Regions from separate parts of the Mus musculus genome. Here region 2 is linked to region 1. The links are chromatin contacts, called in public Hi-C maps. All regions are on one chromosome and are shown on one strand. Each heading gives the region's core, a stretch centred on a gene start, on an enhancer-like site or on the middle of the called end of the contact. The rest is flanking DNA. Distances are from core to core; before and after follow the strand shown. Region 1 overlaps Gm36743 (a long non-coding RNA gene). Region 2 overlaps Bmper (BMP-binding endothelial regulator).

Region 1 (7,102 bases), core at 658-3,157:
GATAAAGGGAATTCTCCATGCTTGGAGGGAGAGGGAGTCGCCAGGCATGTGAGAGACTGGATGGAGTGGCCATTGGCCACTTCCGCAGGCAGATCAGAGACACAACTAGGCTGAGGGCAGATGTAGGGTGTTGAACAAGGAGTAAAGGAAGAGGCACGCTGGCTAGCCATGGAAGGCTTAGAAAAGCCCAGCCACTGAGCCACGCTAGCCGTGGAAGGCTTAGAAAAGCCAAGCCCCTGAACCATAAGGCAGGTTAAAAATGATCTAAATGTGTCTCTCTTTTTTTGTTTTTTTTTTTGTTTTTTTGTTTTTTGTTTTTCAAGACAGGGTTATCTAGGGATCAGTGAGAGCCCCTGGGTGTGTGCATGCGAGCGAATTTCTGGGAACTCAAAGTGATGTAGACAAAACTACATGCTACATATAGTTATCTAAATATTTACCGAACAGGAGATTTTTTTTTTAGAATATATCTGGAGGAACTAAAACAAACAACACCCCAAAACAAAACAAAAAATGGAATCATATATACGAATAATCCACCAAATGGGCAGCGGACACAATCAGACTTTTAAATGAAGAAAAAACAAATAGCTGATAAATATGTGAACTGTTCAACATTCTTAGCTACCTGGGAAATGCTACATGGAGAACCCATTTCACCCTAGGCCAAGGGTAAAGTCTAGAAGATAAGAAGCAGCACAAGCTGGTGAGGACGCTGGGTTGGGGAGGAGCCGCTGGTGGGCATGTGAACTAGTGCAGCTGCACTGGAAACTGGTACAGAGGCTCCCTCAAAAAACTAAGAATAGAACTACCATGTGATCCAGCCACACTGTGATCCAGCCACACTGTGTGATCCAGCCACACCGTGTGATCCAGCCATACTGTGTGATCCAGGCACACTGTGTGATCCAGGCACACCACAGGCTGAATAGAACTACCATGTGATCCAGCCACACTGTGTGATCCAGCCACACTGTGTGATCCAGCCACACCACAGGCTGAATAGAACTAACATGTGATCCAGCCACACTGTGTGATCCAGGCACACTGTATGATCCAGGCACACCAACAGGCTGAATAGAACTACCATGTGATCCAGCCATACCATGTGATCCAACCACACTGTATGATCCAGCCACACTGTGTGATCCAGCCACACTGTGTGATCCAGGCACACCAACAGGCTGAATAGAACTACCATGTGATCCAGCCATACCATGTGATCCAGCCCTACCACTGGCTGTTCACTGGATGGAATCTAAGATCTCGACAGAGATGCCTGACACACATCAACAGAGGCCCTTTTACTGCATCTTCACTGTCATCATTGCTAGGAATGAGCAGAGAATATGAATGACTTTTCTTTTCACATCATCACTGGCACTGAATAACCTGCTGGTGTTTGCTGATCTGGTAGATTACGTCTCTTGGTTATGTGTCTGGCAAGTTTGCCAGTCATCTGTTTGGCTTTCCTCTGCTTGCTTATCTATGCTTGGATTGTTATCTTTCATTTACGTTGCAAATATATTGCCCAATTTGCTATTGTTATATTAATTTTTGTGGTAGTTTTTTTACTTCGTAGAACTTTTAACTTCTTGTACATTCAGATGGTTAAATCTATCAAATATTTAAACTAAAATTGTTAGCTTTTGCTGTTGAATTCTGTTCAATTAAAACTTGCCGTTACGTGTGCTGTGCGAAAGAACATTAGGGGTATAAGTAACAGTCAACTTTGTCTCAGGGGAAACTGGAAATTTAGTTTTGGGACAAGATAGATAAAACTATAGTCAATAATATAAGCTGTCCACGATGAGTGTCAAATATTTGGCACAGTACTAGGTGATTTCATGTTTGCTGCCGGGAAACAGAGAGCAGAGAGAACCAGGGGCTGCTGAGTCCATGACTGGATCAGCCAGATGACTCATGGCAGCATAGGATGTCAGGGCCGGAACGGCCTGGAGAACGACTACTCCGATCTCTGCACATGGAATAAGCATTCTGACTTAGCAGTGACTGAGCTCCTACCCACACGATAGCTGCACTGTCAGTCCCACCAAAGGCTCTCCAAGGTGACGTGGGCTAGCTACCTCAGGCTGTGTTCACTCCAGGTTCTCAACACTGAGAACAGTTGTCACTCAGCCTACTACAGTTCCATTGAACCTGCTAGTGCCAACACCAGAGTCCCATTGCTGTGAGTGGGGTCCCGGGGTACAAAGGCAATCAAGGCTGAGGGACTTGTCAGATGTGCTCCTTGGCTCAAACTCTTTCTCTCTGACTGGGGCTCTAGGTCTTAAGAGAGTAGGTTTCTATGTGGGACCTTCCCTTTGATCTGAATGTTGGGATTCTACTCTCTTCTTTATTTCATACAGCCATTGAACAACAGCTTCTTAATTGTATGGCTCCTTGTCAGTGTTTGATTGTTTTTTTACCATAAGAGTTTCCAAAGCACCTGGAACTCAGGGTACTCTCCCTAAGAGTGAGGGCAGGAAGTCAGGCATGGCAGTTCATCTGACAGCAGGAAGAAGGCTAAGGCAGGAGGATCACTGGGTATTTGAGAATAACTGAACTTACAGAGTGAGTTCCAGTCTAACCTGTGATACAGAATGAGACCCAGTTTTGGACAAACAAACCCAAATAAAAACAGGAAGTAACAGCAGGATCTGTTAACTGGTGGGGCAGCTCGGTAGCACTAAGGGTGCCTTCTCTATCATCTTTGCCTTCTTTTGATTTCAAAATAATTATAGATCACAGTAAACTGTAACAAAAGCAGTGCAGAAAAAGCCCAGGAGCCTAGCACCCAGCTTCCCCCTGCAGTGATGAAATGAGAACTTTGATTGGCTCAAGAGCATCAGGCACCTTGTGGATGCTGTTCCCATCCTTCAGCCTCAGGCACGCGCTGTATGTTCGGTGCTTTCTGTGCTGTAGATTCACATGACCGCAGATCTAGCTCTGGAACCGCTCCAGCGGCCCAGGAACTGCTCACCAAAGACACCGCTTCCAGCAGGACTCAGGTTACCTGTCTTCCATCTCTACAGTGTTCCCTTCATCTACGGGCAGTGGTTCTCAACTCCCACAGGGGTATCCTAAGACCATTGACAAACACAGATATTTACATTACCATTCACAACAGTAGCAAATTACAGTTATAATTAGTGACAAAGGTAGTTCTATGGTTGGGGCTCACAACAACGTGAGGAACTGTATTAAATGACTGCAGCACCAGGGAGGTTGAGAACCACTGATCTACAGAATGCTAGTGCCCACTCTTTTAAGATTAGCTTGTTTTATTCAGTATAATGCCCTCATATAGAAACCCAAGTTGTTTCCCAAGTCAATAATTTCTTCCTTTCTATAGCTAAGTAGTGCTCAGTCGTGCGGGCGGAGCACAGAGTTTACCACTCTCCTACTAAAGGATATTTGAGTGGTTTCCACGGTTTCATATAGCAAAGCAGCTCAAACCGTGTAAGTGGTCTGTGAGTTTAAAGGAATCACGGTCAAACAGATGCTGTAGACGATAGCTCTTTCCCATAGCGGAACCTTTGTTGCCTCTGTTATCAGAGGCAATCTGCTACGGGCTGCAGGGGCCACCCCCACATTGCTTGTGCACATGCCCCATTACTGGAAAAACAAACAAATCAACAACAACAAAAAAAAAAACCCCTTAGTATTACTCCTTTTTGATATCACAATATTATTACATTTTTTTTACTCCTTTTCTATAGCCCCGAGAGAGCCCCATAAGAGATCTTGCTTTGCCCAGCTCTCTGCTAGTCCCTAGTTTTTAGAGAGCCAGGTTCCCCACAAAGTAAATGTTTCAGTAAATGAATAAAGTCTAGCAGATAAGGAGGGAGTGGAAGGAAGCCATTCTAGGGTTGGATTAGAAAGTCAGAGTCAAATCAAGCCCCTACCCCTTTCTGGCTCTGGTTTAAACTCTACTAAAGTGTCTATTAGCAACAGCACCTCTGTCAGGGACACTGGAGGGTCAGGTGATTCTCTTTGTATGAATGCACTTTGCAAGGCAGTGCCATGATGACTGTCTGAAGGGATCTCCACACTGTCTTGTTTTCTCCTCTCTTCTCTTTACGCTCGCCCTCCTCCATGGGAAACTCATTATGACCACCAAGGAGATCACCTGCACCCTTGGGAGGTAAAAAAACAAAAACAAAAACAAAAACCATCCAGGCAGTTGCCAAGCATGAAATCATGGCCTTCTTGTGACATTCCATCCAGTAGAGGGCGACAGCTCCTTCCTGCTGAGTCCCATAGCTTCACTTGGAATACACATGGTCACTTAGTTATTTATGTGTGTTTGTTTTTGAAGGGAGCACACACGCCCACTGCAGTCATTCAGTAGGCTCACAGGATTCTTGTTTAGCACACTGCGCTGTTGCAGCTCAAGCCCCTCTAGGAGGTGTCTAGCTGCTGAAAAGCTTATTTCCTTTGTTTAGCAGGATTTGTGGTCTTAATTTTCCTGCTTGGCCGAACAAGCCGCAGAGCTCAAGACTTGCTCCCTAGGCAACACCTACATGGTCTACTTGCTGGACACTGCATTCATGGTGGACTGGCTGAGGAGAGTTCTCGGAAGTGCCTGAGCTCCTGAGCCAGTCTGGGACAGTTGGGGAGCATCCTTTCCCCAGGGCACCAGGCAGGGATGCTAGCGAGCAAGGCAGCCCTGCTTTCTCTGAAAATAAAGGGTGGTAGTGGTGGCACTGATTACTTCTATTAGTGAAAACAGCTGGGGATTAAGAAAGCATCAACAAGATTGTTACCAGTCCAAGCCTCGCCAGCCCTTCCTGAATTTATCAGTACTGATGGGGACAGAGCAGGGTGAAGTAGGAGGTGGCAGGTTAAAGTGAGATGATAGAGTGTTGAGAGCACCCCATCCCCGACCCTCCTCTTTCCTCTTAGTTAAGAAGGAAGATCAAGAAACAAAATAAACTTGTCTAACTTGCTCTGGTGGGAACCACATTCACTTCCTCAACTTCCTGAGAATCCGGCATGCTTGAAAAGAGCATTCCGAAAAGCACTGAAGGCCACTGTATGTGGGCCGTAGGTGGAGGAAGGTGGCCTGCTGCAAGGGTCACCCCTGCCCAGTGGTCTCACTGCTGCCCAGAGTGACTGTGGGAATCCATTCCTCTTTCTGTGCAACCATTTCATTCCCTGCATTCTGTTCAGTTTCTTTGCTAAATGTTGCCCCATCGATAAAGTATTCCCAAGACACCCTTAGCTTTGGGTAGGGAGGAGGCTTTGGTCACTCTCTGGTTTCTTCAAACCCTGGTCTTTGGAGCAATGGGTATTGAGTGTGTGCTCCCCAGTGATGTCAAAACAGAGCTGACACACAAATAGTGACCCAAAGCACACATGGTCAAGTTGTGAGCAAGCCTGGGACAGAGCCCAGCCCCGTGGACAAGATGGCTCAGGGTATGTCAGCTGAAGCTGAAGCTGGCCAGAGCCGGCAGGGATGCTGACCTTGTTCTTGTTCTGTTAACAACCCCACAGAAGCAGAGCATATCTCCAATGGGTAAAATCTAAATTTAGCCCCCAAAGAAGCTACTTTCCCATTCTGCTGGAGGAAAGTTCTTTTCACTGGTATGGGCCTTGGCTTTGATTAGGTGGGAGGACCCACATCTGGGAATACATAAACTTTATTGTTCTTGGATGACAGTACATTTTCCTTGCCTACTGGTTTTCCGCCTTTCCCCCCAATGATCTGGGCTTGTGACCTTATTGGCCAAAATGAGCCACTTTGCCTTGGACTGGACTGCCTAGAAGGTCACACCTACACTGGAGTCCACACTTGGAGGGATTATGTGTCCCCTCTTTACCTCTTGAGACAGTTCTGGGAAGGTTGAGTGTAGCAGAGAGAGGGACTCTGCGTGTGTGTGAATGGTGCCCTGGGGATTGGGCCCAGGTTGCATCCTTAGGACCAGGTTCTAAAACCCAGGAGCCCAAGAAGGCCAGGGCTTCCCTGAGGTTCAGGGATCTCAGACTGCAGTGGACTACTTGGACAGTCATCAGTTTCAAGAGGATGCCCTGCGGGGTCAGGTTTGTAGTGCCCCACCCCCACCCCCGTGGCCAGGTTTCCTACAGAATCTCCTCTAGAGTGATCTGCCATTCACATTTTGAGTGAGTAGCTGGGGGAAGTTTTATTCCTCTAAAGCTCAGTTGCCCAAGTGCATGTTTAGTCTCTTTTGACAAATGTCTCCTTTGATGTCCAATGACACAAGCTCTGGTTAACTCATCTATTTATGAAGTTCGGAAATGTAGGGCAAAGAGCATTCCCTTGGACTCAGATGAGCTAGGCTGCTGGGTGGTCTGTTTTTACTACTTATTAGCTGGATGACACTGGGCAAGGTACCTTCTCCAAGCGTCTGGTTCCTCGCCTGGAAAACAGCAATAATGAGAGAACTCGGCTCTGTCAGCAACAAGTCAGACATTATATATCTTCAAGCACTCTTTATAAACCTAGCTTGCAGTCCCTATAAAGGGATCATGTCTGGTAGCAAATGTCTCATGAGGTTCGATAGACCGTGTCTCAGCCTCTTGGGACAAACTCTCACTAAATAACATTAGGTCTTCAGAGACTCAAGGAGCTCGTCCTGACCCCCATGTTACCTCCTGTCTCTGCTTTTGTTTACTGTCTTGAATCCTGCTTCCTTTTCCTGCAAATGACATGGAGAATGTCTAGTAACAACAGCTCCTCTGCTAACTACTCTCGAGCAACACGTGTCCTGTTTTTATTTATGTGGCTTTGCTAACTTGGAGGTTGAAAGCAATGACACCCATTGGCAGAGCTTGCCCGGTGACTCAGCGAGGGCACAGGAAGTCGGAGGGAGACACTTGAATGCTGTGACCATCATCGAATTCAGGCATGCTTTCTGATTGCAATCTAGACTCGGCGTTTTTCCATGCTCTTTCGCCTGACATTCAATATTAAGGCCGAAACAAGTGTTCCCATTTAACAGTGACTCATGCAGCACAAAGAAATTAGACTAAGTCTAAAAAGAAATTAGGCTCTGGGTGAAGGAGAACTGGACAGACACTTTCTTACTGTAACTTTCCAGAATGCCCTGGATAGCCCCCAGGAGTTCTCAGGATGGAC
Region 2 (6,357 bases), core at 2,113-4,612, 350 kb after region 1:
AGAGAGAGAGAGAGAGTGCTTGGCAGAACCTTATAAACCTCAAAACTTACCCGCAGTGATACACCTCCTCCAATACCACCACGCCCCCTAATACTTCTAATTTTTCTCAAACAGTTCATCAACTCAAAACTAAACACACAAATATATGAGTCTGGAGGGAGCATTTTTATTTAAACTACCACAGATGGGATTTGTTATATCAATACTCCCTTCTGTTTGTGTAGAGCTTCCCTCTCTAACAGACTCACTCACGGTTCTTTTTGATTTCTAAGGCAGGTCTGGGAAACCCAAACAACCTCTATTATGTAGAAAATGAAAGAAGGGCAGGAAGAATGGAATCTGTCAGCCCATAATGATCTGGAATTTCTTGTCTCACCGAGGAAGTATGCTGGGGTCTTGAGCATGAAGTTAGAGGCCAGTAGAAGCAAGTCTGGGAGTGTGGTAAACCCTCTCCTGCTATAGATATTAGACAGGAAACATATTTTGAAGTGAATGGAAAGCTTTTTGTATGACATTAAAGCATGGTGCTAGGAGAGTTCGGCTTAGAGCCATTGTGGATTATTAAAGGAGGACTGAGAAAGCTCTGTAGGAGAGGTGAACATCATTTTTAATTTCTAGTCTGCCTTGCCTTTGGGTCTCTAGGACTCAACAATGGTTTGTAAGAAGAAGTGCTCCCACCCTGGTGTCTGTAACAGTGATGAGGATGCCTGTTGTGAAGACTGTCTCTTACGGGTGCCCCCTGAAGACATCAAAGTGTGCAAGTTCGGTAGCAAGATTTTCAGGGTATGTATGAGAGAAGCCATCATGATGTCATGAGCTTGTGGGAGCCATCAAAATGGCCATTAAAAAGCTCTGGACATAATTCAGATTAGAATTTTGCATAATTTATACATTTAAAACCACACATGTATATTTAGTATATTAATTTACAAATGCATATATATAAAATCAGAATATGGAAGATGCCAAATGTGTCAGTGTTATTGGTCTTTCTACATGTCATCAGCCAATGCCTGAGGCTCAGCTCAGCATGCCAAATGGCTGGTATAGTTATGGTGCCCAAATGATTGAGAGCATACCATTTATTTGGGCATGCTAAGTATACCTTGTTAAGATCATGACCATGGCAAGATCCTGATGGATCTAAAACTTGGCACTTTCAGCAAAATCTTACAAATTTCATTTATAAAAAGGCTCAACTGGAAAGTGTTAAGATGAGGATGTTTACCATGTAAGTGTAAGTATATGTTCAAGAGTCTAACTCCAAGGTACTCAAAGGCTTGCTTACTGGCCTTCCAACATCACCTGGCATGTGATCTATACTGTTTTATAGTGATCTTAAGTGGAAAGCTGTGTCATAAGCATTTGGCTTCAGGAAGCAGGTGAAGGCTTTGTTCATTCTATCTCCTCTCTCCTATCTGCTATGGTTTCCTTAAAGATGAGGGAGACTTTGTACCAAAGATGTGCTTGATGATAGCCATGAGCACCTAGGCTCTTAATGCCATGTCAGAGTGGGAGCCCCCTCAGGGTCCCATTCACTGACGTGATTACAGAGAGGTCTGGATTCTTATGGACCCTGCAAGAAAGAAGAAAATGCCATACGCCCATCATGAGAGGGCGATACAGCAAGTTTTCAGAGACACTCATGTAAAATACTCTTTATTCAAAGCTACCATTTGTACCCAGAGCACCAAGATAAAACAATAATGCTCCTCCCATCATAGTGCTTTGAACAAAACACTTTCAAACCTCTTTCTAAAAAGATTTCTTTTAGCATCTGAGGTCTAGAGCACTTTACAGAGATTGTGAGCCCTGAAAATATTTGTCCATAAGTTCGATGCCCTTTACAGACAAATTCAGTTAGTTTTCTCTCACCTGAAAGGCAGCAGGGGGTTGGCAGTCCTTAACATATCTTCAAAAATCGAGAAAGGACAGGATGCACCAAAGATCTTGAATCTGTGTGCCCGGGAAGGATCCTTCATCTTGTCTCTATATCTAACTCTGTTGTCTGATCGTTCAAACTTGAGCCCAGGTATGTATGTATCCTGCCTGATGTGTTCTGGCTGAGCACTGACTGCACACTATAAATCTGACAAGGTCAATGCATTCATTGAGTGCCTTTCTCGCCAAGCAAGAGTCCAGTCTATGTCTCAAAGTGCTATACTACATTTTGGGAGGAGAGTGTAAGCAAGAGTCATGTCTCTAGGGCTGGTCTGTCTGACCTTTGTATATTCATGGGTGTTCACCAGTTGTCTGCCTGGCCACTGAGAATTATTTGAATACCTTCCATTATCTTCCTGTCCTGGGTGGCTCAAGGGCAAGGCATAGCTGTCTTACATCACTGTGTCTAAGCATCTCAATTAACCGTGATGCCTGTTGTATCAAGTATTTCAACTCCATTAATTGAAGGTTAGGATCTGCTCATGCATCAAGTATAAAATTCATATTTTCTTGTCTTCTGGGGTGAAAATTAAAACACATGAGGACATGAGGGGCAAGATGTAAGCATGACTTGCTACCCCCAGAAGAATGCTCTGTTTTTTGGGCCAAGATTTTCCTACCTTTAAAACAGTGTCTGAAACCTTCCCTGACCATTGTGTTAAGTGGTCAGAGTCACCTGACCTAGGCAGCTTAGTCATGCTCTCCTCAATGGCGAAACCATAACCCACTTGCTCAGCTCTCCCTGTAGTTCAATTCTGTGCTGTGTCCTGTAGGATGGAGAGATGTGGTCCTCAGTCAACTGCAGCATCTGTGCTTGTGTGAAGGGGAAGACAGAGTGTCGAAAGAAGCAGTGTGTTCCTGTCAGCAGCTGCCCACAGGTATGTAGGACATTTGGCTTCTTTTTTCTCTGTTACCTTGAGAAATGCACGGCATATGCCATTTTCTGAAGACAACCGGGAATTCCCAAAGCTTACATATATACTGCAAGAGATAAAGCCTGTTGTTCAGCACCCTGATTCTTTCTTTCCATTCCTATTTGGAGTCCAGCCTTGTGTGACAAAACTCTTGTCTCCCTTGCTGCTATCTTCCTGCTATTTATTGACATCTCTCAAACCTCTGTAAACACTTCTTCAGCTTTCTTGCCTAGATCTTGTTTTCTATTTTTGGATTTTCAATTTAACGTCATAACCACATTTTGCTTCTCCTTCCTTCTTTTTTTTTTTTCTTCAAATCTCAGCTTTCCTCTCATAGCTATGGTAATATGATGTGGTTGTTTAATAGGAACTTCCCAAGGAGGATTTCCTTGCCTAGCAGAAGCCCCAACTCCTCTGCAGAAAATTCTGCTCTAGCCCTGCCTCCATTGTAGCCCCACATGGAAACAGCATCCTTATGGAAATACCTCTTTTCAAAAACCCACAGCCCAGGCTTGAATAAAGCCACCATTATCTTCGGAAGCATGGGCTCCATTGAATTCACCTCAGCAACTTGAAACCTTTCAAGGCTTTGTACGTTTTGAGAAAATGTCAAACCTATTTAGTACCTTCCAGTGAATGAAGAAAACATATCCATATATTCAGAGCATGTCCTCTATTCTCCGTTATAGAAAGCTTTTAATTTTATTCACATCTGCTATTATTATAAACAAAAAGTTGCTGTTTTTACTTGAGTGCCAAATGAGGCACAAAAAAACAACAGCTGTTGCCGTTGCACAACTGAATTGGTGGGGAGGGGGGAGAAAAGGGAAAAAAATCCCCTAATTAGTCTTGCTTTAAAAAGCCTCAGACATAAAACTGAAAACTTCCCATAAAAGAAAAAAAAAGTAGGTACAATAAGCAGACTTGATCTTGGGCTGCTTATAAATATTCATTGGGAAAAATGGAATCACATCATTTCTGCCAGTCCTCGGGGAACCCTCAGTGCTAATGAACTCTCCCAGCACATGTTAGTAATAATGGGCTTCCTTATTCTACAAGACAAAACCGAGAAGTGGTGCCAACCTGGTGGCTGGAGTAACTCGCCTCAGCAGGCCACTGCGGGGTTTGCAGCTTAGCTTCTGCTCTGCCACTTGTAGCTGGGTCGGTGGTTTCTGCTGGGAGGTCACAGCTCCTTATGTTGCCTGCTTCTCCCTAGTGATCTTACTGGGTGTGCTACACTCAGGCCAGGCATGTCCGTCCCTCCCAGGAAGGCCTCTGCCCAGCCCCCAGCCCTGCCCCCTCTGCCCTTGCTTCTCAGTGCCCTGACTTGGCTAGGCCCTCCAGGACCACCTTTCTGTTTCTAGGCATCTTTCCAACTTGGTTTCCCCCCTCACACTTCCCCTTCTCAGAGGCCAGCACAAGGTCTTTGGAAGATAGTTTAGCTCTACCATGAAATACCTTAAAAAGAAAAGACAGCAGCTTAGCAGTTTATTTCTCCTTCCCTACATTGATTAGGGAAATTTTAAAAAGAAAATTAGAAAAACTAGAAGGTCTTTGTGCAACCCCCACACACTGTAACCTTTCCAGTTAAAACCTACCCCCTCCCCTTTTCAGAAGGAGCCTATGGTTATAGTCACTATTTGCCCTCCTAGGTAATTTCCAAAGCTCTGGGGGGTGGGACTCTCAGTACACTGTTTCTTAGATAGATATCATGAGTTTATATTGAAGCCATTTCTCTGGTCACAGAAATAAGCTCACTCCCCTGAGACTGTCCACTGAGGTAGGTGCTAAATAGACCCTTCTTCCAGATGAGGCTACAGATCATCCAGACAGCCCAGGCTCTCTGACCTCACAGTCTGTACTTTATTTTTTTCTCTCACCTATTTACTAACAGGAGCAGCTTTACTGAACAAGGGAAATGGCTGTGTCTGGTGAGATATAGCTGCGGGGAATCTCCCAGTCTCCTTTGATTAGAAACATAGCTTTAACTCACACCATTCCAATGGGGCAACCTGCCTTGTCTGAGCCTCTGTGGAAATCATTCCATGGAGCTTGGATGATCTTTGGTTTTGTCCTTGAGGAATTAAACGAGATACCCTTTGGCATAAATTCTCAGCCTGTGGGTCAAGATCTCTTTGAAATGGGGGTGGGGTTGAATGACCCTTTCACAGGGATTATATACCAGATACTATGCATATCAAATATTTATATTATGATTCATAACAATAGCAAAATTACAGTTATGAAGTAGCAAGAAAAACTTTTATAGTTGGGGGCCACCACAACATGAAGAACTGTAATTAAGGGTCTTAGCATTATCTATGGCATGTAGAGTTTAGTATGTCATAGGAGGATTAATTGGTGCAAGAAATGAATGAGACATGGCTTTAGTTCTTTGGTAGCAAAATGTCATTTGAAAAGCTAGTGTGATTATTTCTTTTGAAATATTCAAATCTGCTCTGCAAACCACTCACCAGTGGTGAGCAGAGACTGGGCTCTGGGTCTTTGTCCTGGGCTTGGGCCACATCTTAGTGCACTTTGCTTCCTTTGTTCTCTGTGGAAAGGGGGATGAGGTCACATGTCCTCAGAGTGTCATTGTGAATTTCAAATGAGAGGAAGCATGAGGCACGTACCACAGTCTGTCCTGCAGACAGTTGAAAATACATGTCTCGAAGAACTGTGGCTTAAAAAAAAATCTGTAGTAAAAGAACATGGCCTGCAGTGTCACATAAAATGAAGTTAACTTTCTGTTTCTATCATGCTATGTTACTGACACAAGTTTCTTCACCCATGGAAGGGGAAATCCTCAGCTCAGAACGATTTCGCACTTCTTGGTAACAATGACTATCATATCATTAAGCCTTAAGGGATTGGCTCATTAAGTCCTCCTGAGCAACCCGCTGTTAGGTCATGCAGAAAGTGTTGTTCCTGAAGTGTTCATCAGCTTCTGCTACATTTCCTTTTCCCTGTGATGAATCACTGAGTCAGAGATAAAGAAAGACCATTCTCTGGTACAGGTCTGGAGAATATGTGTTCTTCTTTAAAAAGTGAAAAGATATTTGACTAGGAAATGGCAGTGTATTTCGAGAGCAGAGAGACAAAATGATTCAGTTCTATAGAGTCCGTTGCTTTTTGCTTTGATTGTATAACAATGAGTTAGCATGCCTGATGCTGCAGAGGAGGAAGCTTGACTGAATCTGATCTGTGCTATAACATGTCTGGAGCATGTGAGGGAGCGCTTTCAGCTTGGGTTGCAGGGTACCAGAGAGCTTTTCAGAGCAACAGCAGGAAGAAGGTCCTGATGGTATGGACAGAGTGTCAATGGTTTCCAGTTGTGTGTGTATGCACTTGGCTTGACTATCAATGAGAGAGCTGTGTCCAGCCTGTCTCCCTCTTCCTTCATGAGAAAAATCACACCATACTTTGAGGTATTCTGTTTCTAAGAGGACAAAACCAGGAAAACTTCTGGAGTGATCTTGCCTGGCCTGGACACCTGATGCAT

The links. A called contact is a pair of places that touch in the nucleus more often than the background predicts.
Region 2: a contact with region 1 is called in a Hi-C map of muscle stem cells, with 2.5 times the contacts expected there. The contact joins two enhancer-like sites. A contact is called at or near these places in 12 of 484 Hi-C or Micro-C datasets (cerebral cortex, cortical neurons, embryonic fibroblasts and 5 more), 2 of 115 datasets of contacts at active chromatin or transcription factors (astrocytes and fibro-adipogenic progenitors) and 1 of 9 other capture datasets (embryonic trunk).

The regions. Positions count from the first base shown.
Region 1 is chr9:23,023,549-23,030,650 of GRCm38.p6, forward strand. The region is part of intron 1 of Gm36743 (a long non-coding RNA gene); the gene reads left to right. Among named protein-coding and RNA genes, the nearest start is that of Gm36743, 31 kb to the left of the region's middle. Within about 2 kb of position 1,908, at least 27 of the 459 cell types and tissues checked have an H3K27ac peak or open chromatin away from gene starts, as enhancers often do. A contact at or near this core is called in muscle stem cells, where this site is marked.
Region 2 is chr9:23,374,924-23,381,280 of GRCm38.p6, forward strand. Bmper (BMP-binding endothelial regulator) reads left to right here. Exons shown (of 15, transcript NM_028472.2): 9 at 643-783; 10 at 2,715-2,819. Among named protein-coding and RNA genes, the nearest start is that of Bmper, 160 kb to the left of the region's middle. Within about 2 kb of position 3,363, at least 70 of the 459 cell types and tissues checked have an H3K27ac peak or open chromatin away from gene starts, as enhancers often do. A contact at or near this core is called in muscle stem cells, where this site is marked.